2 separate regions of the Hordeum vulgare genome follow, and region 2 is linked to region 1. The links are chromatin contacts, called in public Hi-C maps. All regions are on one chromosome and are shown on one strand. The core of a region is the stretch at or near the end of the contact, and the rest is flanking DNA. Distances in the headings are between cores, read along the strand shown. Region 1 holds the start of LOC123410818 (AT-hook motif nuclear-localized protein 1-like). Region 2 holds the start of LOC123411005 (ACT domain-containing protein ACR8-like).

Region 1 (4,440 bases), core at 518-3,017:
AATCAAATGAAAAAATATTAAAAAATCCCACAACGGTAAAAATAAAACAAGACGACTAAACAGCTAACATATTATTGGGCCGTCATCCAAACTGATTATAGATATACTGAGCTATCATCTTTCATTGGATGAATTCAGTAATCAACTGCTGCCTGACTTTCAAAGAAATGAGTAACAAACATGTACGGATCCAGATAGTCGCCTTGTAAATTAACTGAATAAATTAATTTAAATCTGCCAGTTAAAAAGGCCCGAGCAGGCTGTAATGATTTATGATCCGTCTTTTGACCACCGACCACCGCAGCATGAAGATGCACTCCAACGGTCCAAGTACTCCACGTACTCTGAAGAGTTCTTACGGCGGCTTCCCGTTGGATCATGACGCACGCAGGTGCTCTGTAGCCTAATCTCAAGCCTATCCACATTCGCCTCTGTTCTCACATGAATGCCGCATGCATGCGCGCGCAGTGCCGCTGTTTTGTTCCGCTTTATTTCGACACGTTACGACGAAGAAAAGGAACCAAAGGCAAAAGCAGAAGCAGGGGGAAGACACTACACGCCCATATGTGCGTATCGCTGGACGAAAAAAAAAGACAAGTTAGTATACACAGAGGAGGTGAGCAAGAAAAGCCATTTGTTGCTGCCGCCGGTTTCCTACGATTTGCTCTTTTCTTTACTTGTTGGTGATGTTTAATCCCTTTCTTCCGCTCAAAAAAAAAAAAAAGGTTTAATCCCTTTCTGGTCAGAAATAGAGCTGGACACTATATATAGATTAACGGCGGTTACTTTACTTAGTGGAGGGTTTGGCGGGTGCGTAAGCTTTCTTTTATTTTAAGTTATTATTAATATTATTAATTTGGTCGGGCTGTCTGGTGTGTGTTTGGTTTTGGACGAGAGCGGGACATGTCTTCACTTGTGAACTACCAAACAGTTTTTTATATGCAATATGCAGCTATAGGTTACGCGGTGATGTGACCTGAATGTTTATGCAATCACCCCTTATTAGCACACATAGTATGGCGTTTATTCTCAAACGGTGGCTTGGAACCCAAGTCTGGATACACACGAGAAGCCTAAACAGGACAAACAAACTAGCCTTATACTCCCTCCGTTCCTAAATATAAGACCTTGTAGAAATTGCACTATGGTATATATACGAATGTATATAGACATATTTTAAAATGTAGATTCACTTATTTTATCCCGTATGTAGTCTATAATGAAATCTCTACAAGGTCTTATATTTAGGAACGGATGGAGTATTTTATATATATGCGCCAAAACAATATCAGGGGCTACTTCTACTGAGTACCGAGAAGAGCAGCTCCCCAGAATTTCCCCGAGATAGCACTACTTGGGGAGAAAACTTTTGCCTAAGTCGAGTATATGGATGTTTCTTCATTTCGTTCCAGACAAGACTAGCCGTTGAAAAACACTACTGCCCCTGGTAGAGCCAGAGCTGCTTCCACACGGACCGGTAGAGCTCAGCTTCCCCTTTCACTCCACTGTACAGTCTGTCCCCTTTGACTCGCCGGAGCCCCGCACGCGACGACAAGCCAGCCGCCGACGACGAGCCCACAGTGGCACACCCGTAAATCCGCCCCCAAACCGCGCCCTAATCGCGCCTTCACGCCTGAAACCCAGCAATTTACCCGCTTAAACGCGCCGGGCCCAACATCTCCGTCTCCCCGTTCTGCCCCTCCCCTCCCCTCCCGAACGGCATTTTTCGAACCCCGCATTAAAAACTCGCCGTGGGACGCACAGCGACAATTTCGCGTCCGAATTCTTTATTACTCGACTGGAGTATTATCATCGCCCCGGACGCGGCGCTACTAGTTTAATGCCCCGATAATTTTGTTTATTTTTCGTTTTTTTAGTCGTTTTTTTTTTGTAGGAGTATCACGCTCTCCCCTTCCCCTTTTTTGCTTTTAGTTTTGCCTTTTTATTTCCTCCGTCTCCTCCCCTTTTGTTTTGCATTCCGACGGCTCGCCCGCTCGCTCTCGGTTTCTTCCTCCTCTCGCCTCACGGCTGCAGCTCAGTTTTGTTTTTGCTCCTGGGATTTGTCGAATTTTTTGCTTTATTTTTGCGGGCTTTTTCCCGGTGTTTTTGGGTTTTTTTTCTGGGGATTTTTTGGGGGCGGGTTTTAAGGAGGGAGCCGGAGGTGGTGCGGGATGGGGTCAGTGCGTGGGAGCTCTAATGGCGAGAGCTCGTGTCGGAGGCCCTAGTTGGAGGTGGTTCTACTTCTGTTTCCAGTGCTGCGCGCATGGAGGCCAAGGCAGCGGAAGCGAGCTCTCCGATTCCGACTGCGGCTGCACCGGTAGCGGCGGCAGCGGTGGTGCCGGAGGCTACGGTGAGCTTCCAGTCGCCGACGTCTGTGCCGCCTCCGGCAGCTTCACATGCACCCGCACCGTCGCCGGTGGATATGGTTAGCCCGAGTGGTCTGTTTGTGCCGCCGGGTATGATGACGGCGATGGTGGCGGGCGCAGGAAGAGGGTTTCTGTCCGCGGGGCCGCTGCTCAAGGTGGGGAAGAAGAGGGGGAGGCCGAGGAAGTACGGCCCGGACGGGAGCCTGATCCAGCCGTTGAACGCCACGCCGATCTCCGCGTCGGCTCCGATGTCGGCCGCCGTCGCAGCCGGGCAGTACACGCCTGCGGCCGCGGTTGGAGCCGCCATGAAGCGCGGGAGGGGCCGGCCCCTCGACTTCGCCGCCGCGGCGGCCAAGCCGTACCACCACCAGCTGCAGCAGCCGCAGCAGCAGCAGTTCGGTTTCCACTTCAGCTCCATTGGTTGGTATCCTTCTCCTGCTCACTTCTCTTCCCCACCCCCAAAAAATGTTCAGAAAAATCTGGCGTAACACTTTTAATCTTTTGCCCCAATCCACAAATCTTCCATTGAAAAATTTGAAACTGGATTATTTACTAAACTTTCCGCAGAATAGATCTCAGAAATTACGATAGTACTAGTACTACATAATAATAATAGATGGTTGCTGCAGAGGGGCAAATGGCAGAAGTCGGGCGTCACTCGTTAGTTCGTTCCTTGTCATGACACTGTCCGTGCCTGTCCCTCTCTTATCCGAATATTTCTTGTCTCCTCGCCCCCCTTCTATCCATGATCAGATGCACAGTCATCCAAGATTCGAAGCTCGGGGAGCAAGTAGGGGACAGGTGGAGGCATATCCTTACTGAATCCTTAAGGCCTCTTGCTGTTCTGTTCTTGTCTGTGTGGTGGGGGTTCTGCCTCCGTGGGGGAGGCATGGTGGCATGGTGATGCTGCTGCTGCTGGCTACTGATTCTGGAACCAAATGAGAATATGGATCATAACAAGATCCCTCCAGTTAGGATGGAGGTACTCCTCCCTTGGTAGCTCTAGTCATCGCTGTCTCTGCTGTGATGGCAACGTGCAACAGCTATGTATAATTCTCACGCCCGCCCCGTGACAACCGGTTTGTGAGTCTGCTAGTTCAATTGGGGATGGTTGGGGTGAAACTTTTTTGTCAAGCATCATGAATTTGTAGCATATAACATGTTAGCATTTGACGTAAAATGATTCGGGATTACTTATGTTTGTGCGAATGGCTACTGGTCTGGATCGCCTGTTTTCTGGAAGCAGATGATCTTAGGCCACTTGGAACTTTCACTTCGCTTTGTGATATTCTGGTGTCAGTCTGTTAACCGCAGCATGTCCTTGTAGGTGACATGGTGGCCTGTTCTGCCGGTGGGAATTTCACTCCTCATATCATCACTGTTGCTCCTGGTGAGGTATGATTCCAATGCTTCTTTTTAAGTCATGGCTGGTAGCTTACATTGGATGGTTTTCAGTCTGGTCAAGACGTATATTTTCTTGTCCTGATCTTGAAACTTTATTTGAGAGAACAAATATGCTCTTCTCAAAAGGCTTTGCCTGATTTTGATGCTAGTGTTACCCATGAATTGTGTTTTTGCCTTAAGACTTGTCTCTCTTGAATTTGATTACTTTTACTTCTGCATGTTTAATCACTGCTACTCTTACGAACCCCTGGATTACTACCAAATAAAGTTGTTTTATGAAGACCTTAATTATCAGTGGTGCTGAAAGTTGTTGGATATTGATTCAGGATGTGACGATGAAGGTTATATCATTTTCTCAACAAGGACCGCGAGCTATTTGTATTCTCTCTGCTAACGGTGTGATATCAAATGTTACACTTCGTCAACCGGACTCCTCTGGCGGCACATTGACTTACGAGGTGTGTTCATTCACTCATAATACACATAATACCTTATTACAAAGTTATTTCGCTTAAATATGTGAAGACTCATCCTTCCTATTTTATTTGTAGGGACGCTTTGAGTTGCTGTCCTTGTCTGGTTCCTTCATGCCAACTGAAAATAGTGGTGCACGAAGTCGGTCAGGTGGAATGAGTGTTTCTCTTGCAAGCCCAGATGGTCGTGTTGTCGG
Region 2 (4,440 bases), core at 986-3,485, 360 kb after region 1:
ACAGGAGAAGGCAGGCAGACAGGAGAGAAGAGAAGCAAAGCCAACCGTCCCCAAAGAATTTTTAGCTAAAGATGGAGGAACAACAGCGAGGAACAGAGAACAAATCATCATGAATTGCACACACTAAACACCGGCAGTCCGGCACTAGTACTACTGCTAATTAGCAACATCTAATCGTAATCGGATCCCCTTATGTACATGTCTACTGCTAGGTTCCATCATCCTGCTTCTTCCAGATCCTGCCCGACCCTGATCCTTGCGCAGCGCTTGCTTTCCTGGATCTTCCTCAGTCACTGTACAAGAGATGATTCTGGAATCGACGTTGAACCAAGCCGGGTGCCTAGACGAGCAGAGCCTGGCTTGATCGTTGGCGTCCGGTTTCTGCCTCATGAGCAAGATTTGATCAGGCCCAGGTTGTAGAGGTTCCTCATCACAAGGTTGCCGAGGTAGAGCAGCCCAATGCCGGCGCCGTTGCGGTCGTCCCGGTCATCCTGCCCACGAGCCTTCTGGTAGAGCCGCGGCCGGTGCTCCTCGACGACAAGGCAGTCCACGCCGACCTTCTCCCTCACGGCTTCAATGGCGTTTTGCTGGACGGCCTGGCCGGCTGTGGTGCCGGTGACATAGAACACATTGCTGGCCATGTCGCCCTTGGTTGACACCTCGGCCTGCGCCACCAGCAATCCATTCTCCCGGAACGTCCGGGTGACGTCCGACAGCAGCCCCGGCCGGTCTGGCGTGCACAGCTCCAGCCTCACTCCCTGGAAATTCAGAAATCAAGACACATAAGCATCCATGAATGAGAAAGATTAGGGAAGCTTAGCACAGTAGGAAATCGGCGTGTAAAGTACCTCGAATGATCTCCGTTCTATGGCGTCTTGCAGGCATTGACTCACTCTCTGCATCTCGGCCTCGGAGCTTATGGGGCTCCCGTCGGCGTGACGGATGTAAAACTCCTGCCGCGCTTGGCCGGCGTTGGTGTCGATGGTCCCGTGGAAGACGAGGTAGTCCATGTCGGTGAGCGTGCACACGACGTCGTACAGCAGCTTCGGGCGGTCCGGGCACTGGACGGTGACCACCGAGTACCCGCGCTCGGCCCAGCTCTCCACAGACACCCAGGGCGTTGGGAACGCGTGCTCGTGGTCGCGGCTGGCGAACATGAGCTGGTGGAGGCGCCGGTCGGCGTGCGCGATGGAGCCGGCGGGGACGGCGGCCACAGCGCCGCCGCTGGCCTCCGAGTCTCCGCGAAGCAGGGGGGCGAGGCGGGCCTCGATGCGCTCCACACCGGCGGCGGCCACATCCTCGTCCCGCAGGTAGACAAGGCAGGCGAGGCGGCCACGGTGCGACCACGCCCTGGCATCGACGACGCTGCAGCTCATGTCGGCCAGGACGGCGAACACCTCGGAGATGAGCCCCGTGCGGTCGGTGCCCGTGAGCTCAAGCACCGTTAGCCCCTCAAGCGACGCCGGCTGCGACGGCCCGTTCCAGGTCCCCAGAGACTGCAGCCAAATCAAGAAACCGAATCAGAAATGCTGCCCCTTTCCGGCTCCGGCGAGGCGAAGAAAGCGAGAAAAGTTGTTTCCTTCCCATACATACCTGCTGGATGTAGGTGATGACGCTGTCGTCGGTGAGCTTGCGGCCGAGGCGGTCGGTGACATGGAAGACATCCATGAACCACCTGCCGTCGGAGGAGATGTAGGCCTTGTTGATAGACAGGTCGAGGTCCGCGAGCACCTGGACCGCCTCGAGCAGGACGCCTCGCTTCCTCGCGCTGTCGACCTGCAACAACCACCACAGAAAAATGAGCACGCCATCCAAGAACCTGCCGGAGACCGGACACCGGACGCAGGAGGTCGACGGAGAGGAGACACACACCTGGACGAGCGTGGCCGTGGGGCAGACGGCATTGTCAATGACCACCTTGGGGGTGTCCATCCCGATCACCAGCTTCTCGTACTCGTTGAGCCACTCCATCTCTGCTGATGCAGCCTCCTCACACCGCAGCGCTTCTTCCTCTTCTTTGCCGGGGACCTCCGCTCTCAAAGCAAAGTGCTCCGCGGAACCAGTGGCTGGTCCGTACGTATGTATATAGGCGAGCGAGGGGAGGGGAGCGAGGTCGGGGACGAAGGGCGCGAGGAGCTTGGGAGGGATCGCCCGCGGTTTGGAGGCTTCTTCTTCTTCTTCTTCTTCTTTCCCCTTGCGCTTGGCTTTTGTCGCTGGTTCGAATTGGAATGCGGGGAACTGGAATTGGGGGGGCGATGTTTATGTAACGGAACGAGGACGAGGTGGAGGCGGTGGGCCCGGGGCCACATGGATGGACGGACGCAGCAGAGCAGGGGCGCCACGTGGAGGCGCTCCTTCGCTCGCTTGCAAATGCCCTTTGACGACCAAACGGCGGTTTTTAAAAATCTGGTGTCCTGCTTTATTATATGCTCCAGATAATAAGCAGGCTCGAATACAAATAATGGTGGTTTTTCTATGGGCGAATACAATACAATACAATTATGTTAAACCATCTCTGTTTCCGTTTGTGGTCGAGTATTTGTATGTGACATTTTCAACAGTTTGTTATGTGAGTGGAGTGAAAATATCATATGATGCGTAGAGGTCCTTGTGTTTGTGGTGCGAAGAGGCCAAGACGGTGATATACCGAGGTCCGAGGGTGCGCAACATAGAGCCATCATTTGCGTTTAATACTCCTCAATACATACAAGTGTCTTTTCGCAAAAAAATAAATACATACAAGTATCTTTTCTTGGCGACTAAAAAAAAGGGACGTCTAAGAAAAAACAGAAGGGAGCGGCGAAAAAAAAAACAGAAGGGTGGAATTTCTCTGTATGGCACAGAAGCTGGTGGATGGGCCCAGCCCAGAGGGGAGCCGTCCCTGGGCGGTGGGCCCGGTACGGCTGCCGCGCGCTTTTGTGTCGTCGTTACGGACGCTGCCATCTCGCTGTTCGCAGTTGTATATCACCAAACCCACCTCGTCCCGCTCCCGCCCAAGCGCTGGCGCGACCAAAATGACCAGACTGACCCTGGCACCGAGGCAAGAAAACACGGCAGGCGGAAAGGGCTGGCCTGTCATTTGGTGTGCGCAGCCCCTGGGTGTCGAGTTCCTGCCCAAAGCCGCACGCCACCAAACATGGATCCGGATCCTTTGGTGCCTCCCATCGCTTTTTTTCCGTCCTTGGACTTTACCACGGCCGGTTTGTCCATTTTCCTACTACTAGCGGTAATTTCATCGGACGTGGAAATTCATCGGGGCGTTGGTGCGTTTTGCCTGCGCCCGGTGGCGTGCTGCTACTTACACTAATGTCCACTACTACTACGTTATAGTAGTGTCTTGTCTTCCTTGGAGCATAGAGCAAAGGTTTTGTTTCGTCCATCTTGTTGCTATGCAAGCAAGGGACGGTGACATGGACAAAGAAGCAGGGCGGGCGGACGGGCGTGGGTCCGTCCAATTTTGGAGCTCTGGAGTGACCGGCGACGGGTAAAATACATACACAAAAATAATACTTGTACTAGTATATGAGTAGTCTGGAATCGGATATGTCGTGCATATTCTCAACGACCCTGCTGGCTTAAGCAGCCATGTCACAGCTAGCCTGCTAAGCACAAATCAGAAATAAGCAAGTTCATATCGAAACTTGGTCACCGAAAAGACTCAAGATATTTACACGGCTGCTGAACAAAAATAGGCTATGGTGCAATGACAGATTGCAAAGAAGGGGATGGAAAAACGGTTACTTCTGTCAGCTATGCCTCAGGAATCTATAATCAACGGCTCATCTAATCTGGGAATGCAAGGTGGCAACAACAGTATGGATGAAGACAGCATCTCGCACCGGATGTGCCTCACTTAGCCCAACATTTTAGGCAGACAAAAAATCTATCAGAGAAATTATTTCCAAGATAATAAGCAAGGCAAGACCGGAATACAAAAAAGGCGCCAGGACAATGAAATTTGGAAGGAAAGAAATGAATGCACCTTTAAAAACAAAACAGCCAGTGCAGCAAATATACCCACATCCATCACAACAACGCTAGAGTTTTGGACGCAAACAAGAGCAGTTTTCCTTGAGCACCCGTTTGGGGAACTGACGTGAGGAGTCCGCCGCCTGTAGCATGCTATCTTTTTTCACTTCTTTTTCGGAATTTATTCCTGTTATGTCCTTGATCTTTTGATCATCCCCCCTATTTTGTATTCGCGCATTGCTATCTGCTTTTTCAATATATGCAAGCCATCAGCTGGATCTTTCAAAAAAAAAAAAAAAAACTAGCCTGCTGGGATGAGCTCTCACGAGCTCAGCCCGCGCGACGCAGATCCGTCGACATGCGAGCACGTACAGGCCACGCTGTGGCACGATTGCACCACGCAGTACGGTGCAAGCGGCGCTACGTGGTACCGAATGGATCCTAGGCGGGAAGGCATCGCGCATACATGCG

The links. A called contact is a pair of places that touch in the nucleus more often than the background predicts.
Region 2: a contact with region 1 is called in a Hi-C map of seedling, with 1.9 times the contacts expected there. The contact joins the promoter of LOC123411005 here to the promoter of LOC123410818 in region 1. A contact is called at or near these places in 1 of 6 Hi-C or Micro-C datasets (seedling) and 1 of 1 datasets of contacts at active chromatin or transcription factors (embryo).

What each region holds. Positions count from the first base shown.
Region 1 is chr7H:418,734,074-418,738,513 of MorexV3_pseudomolecules_assembly, forward strand. LOC123410818 (AT-hook motif nuclear-localized protein 1-like) reads left to right here and starts at 1,768. Exons shown (of 5, transcript XM_045103759.1): 1 at 1,768-2,786; 2 at 3,694-3,761; 3 at 4,097-4,228; 4 at 4,322-4,440. The coding sequence starts at 2,264.
Region 2 is chr7H:419,091,352-419,095,791 of MorexV3_pseudomolecules_assembly, forward strand. LOC123411005 (ACT domain-containing protein ACR8-like) reads right to left here and starts at 2,236. Exons shown (of 4, transcript XM_045103921.1): 1 at 1,873-2,236; 2 at 1,594-1,776; 3 at 849-1,496; 4 at 37-758. The coding sequence starts at 1,971. The coding sequence ends at 387.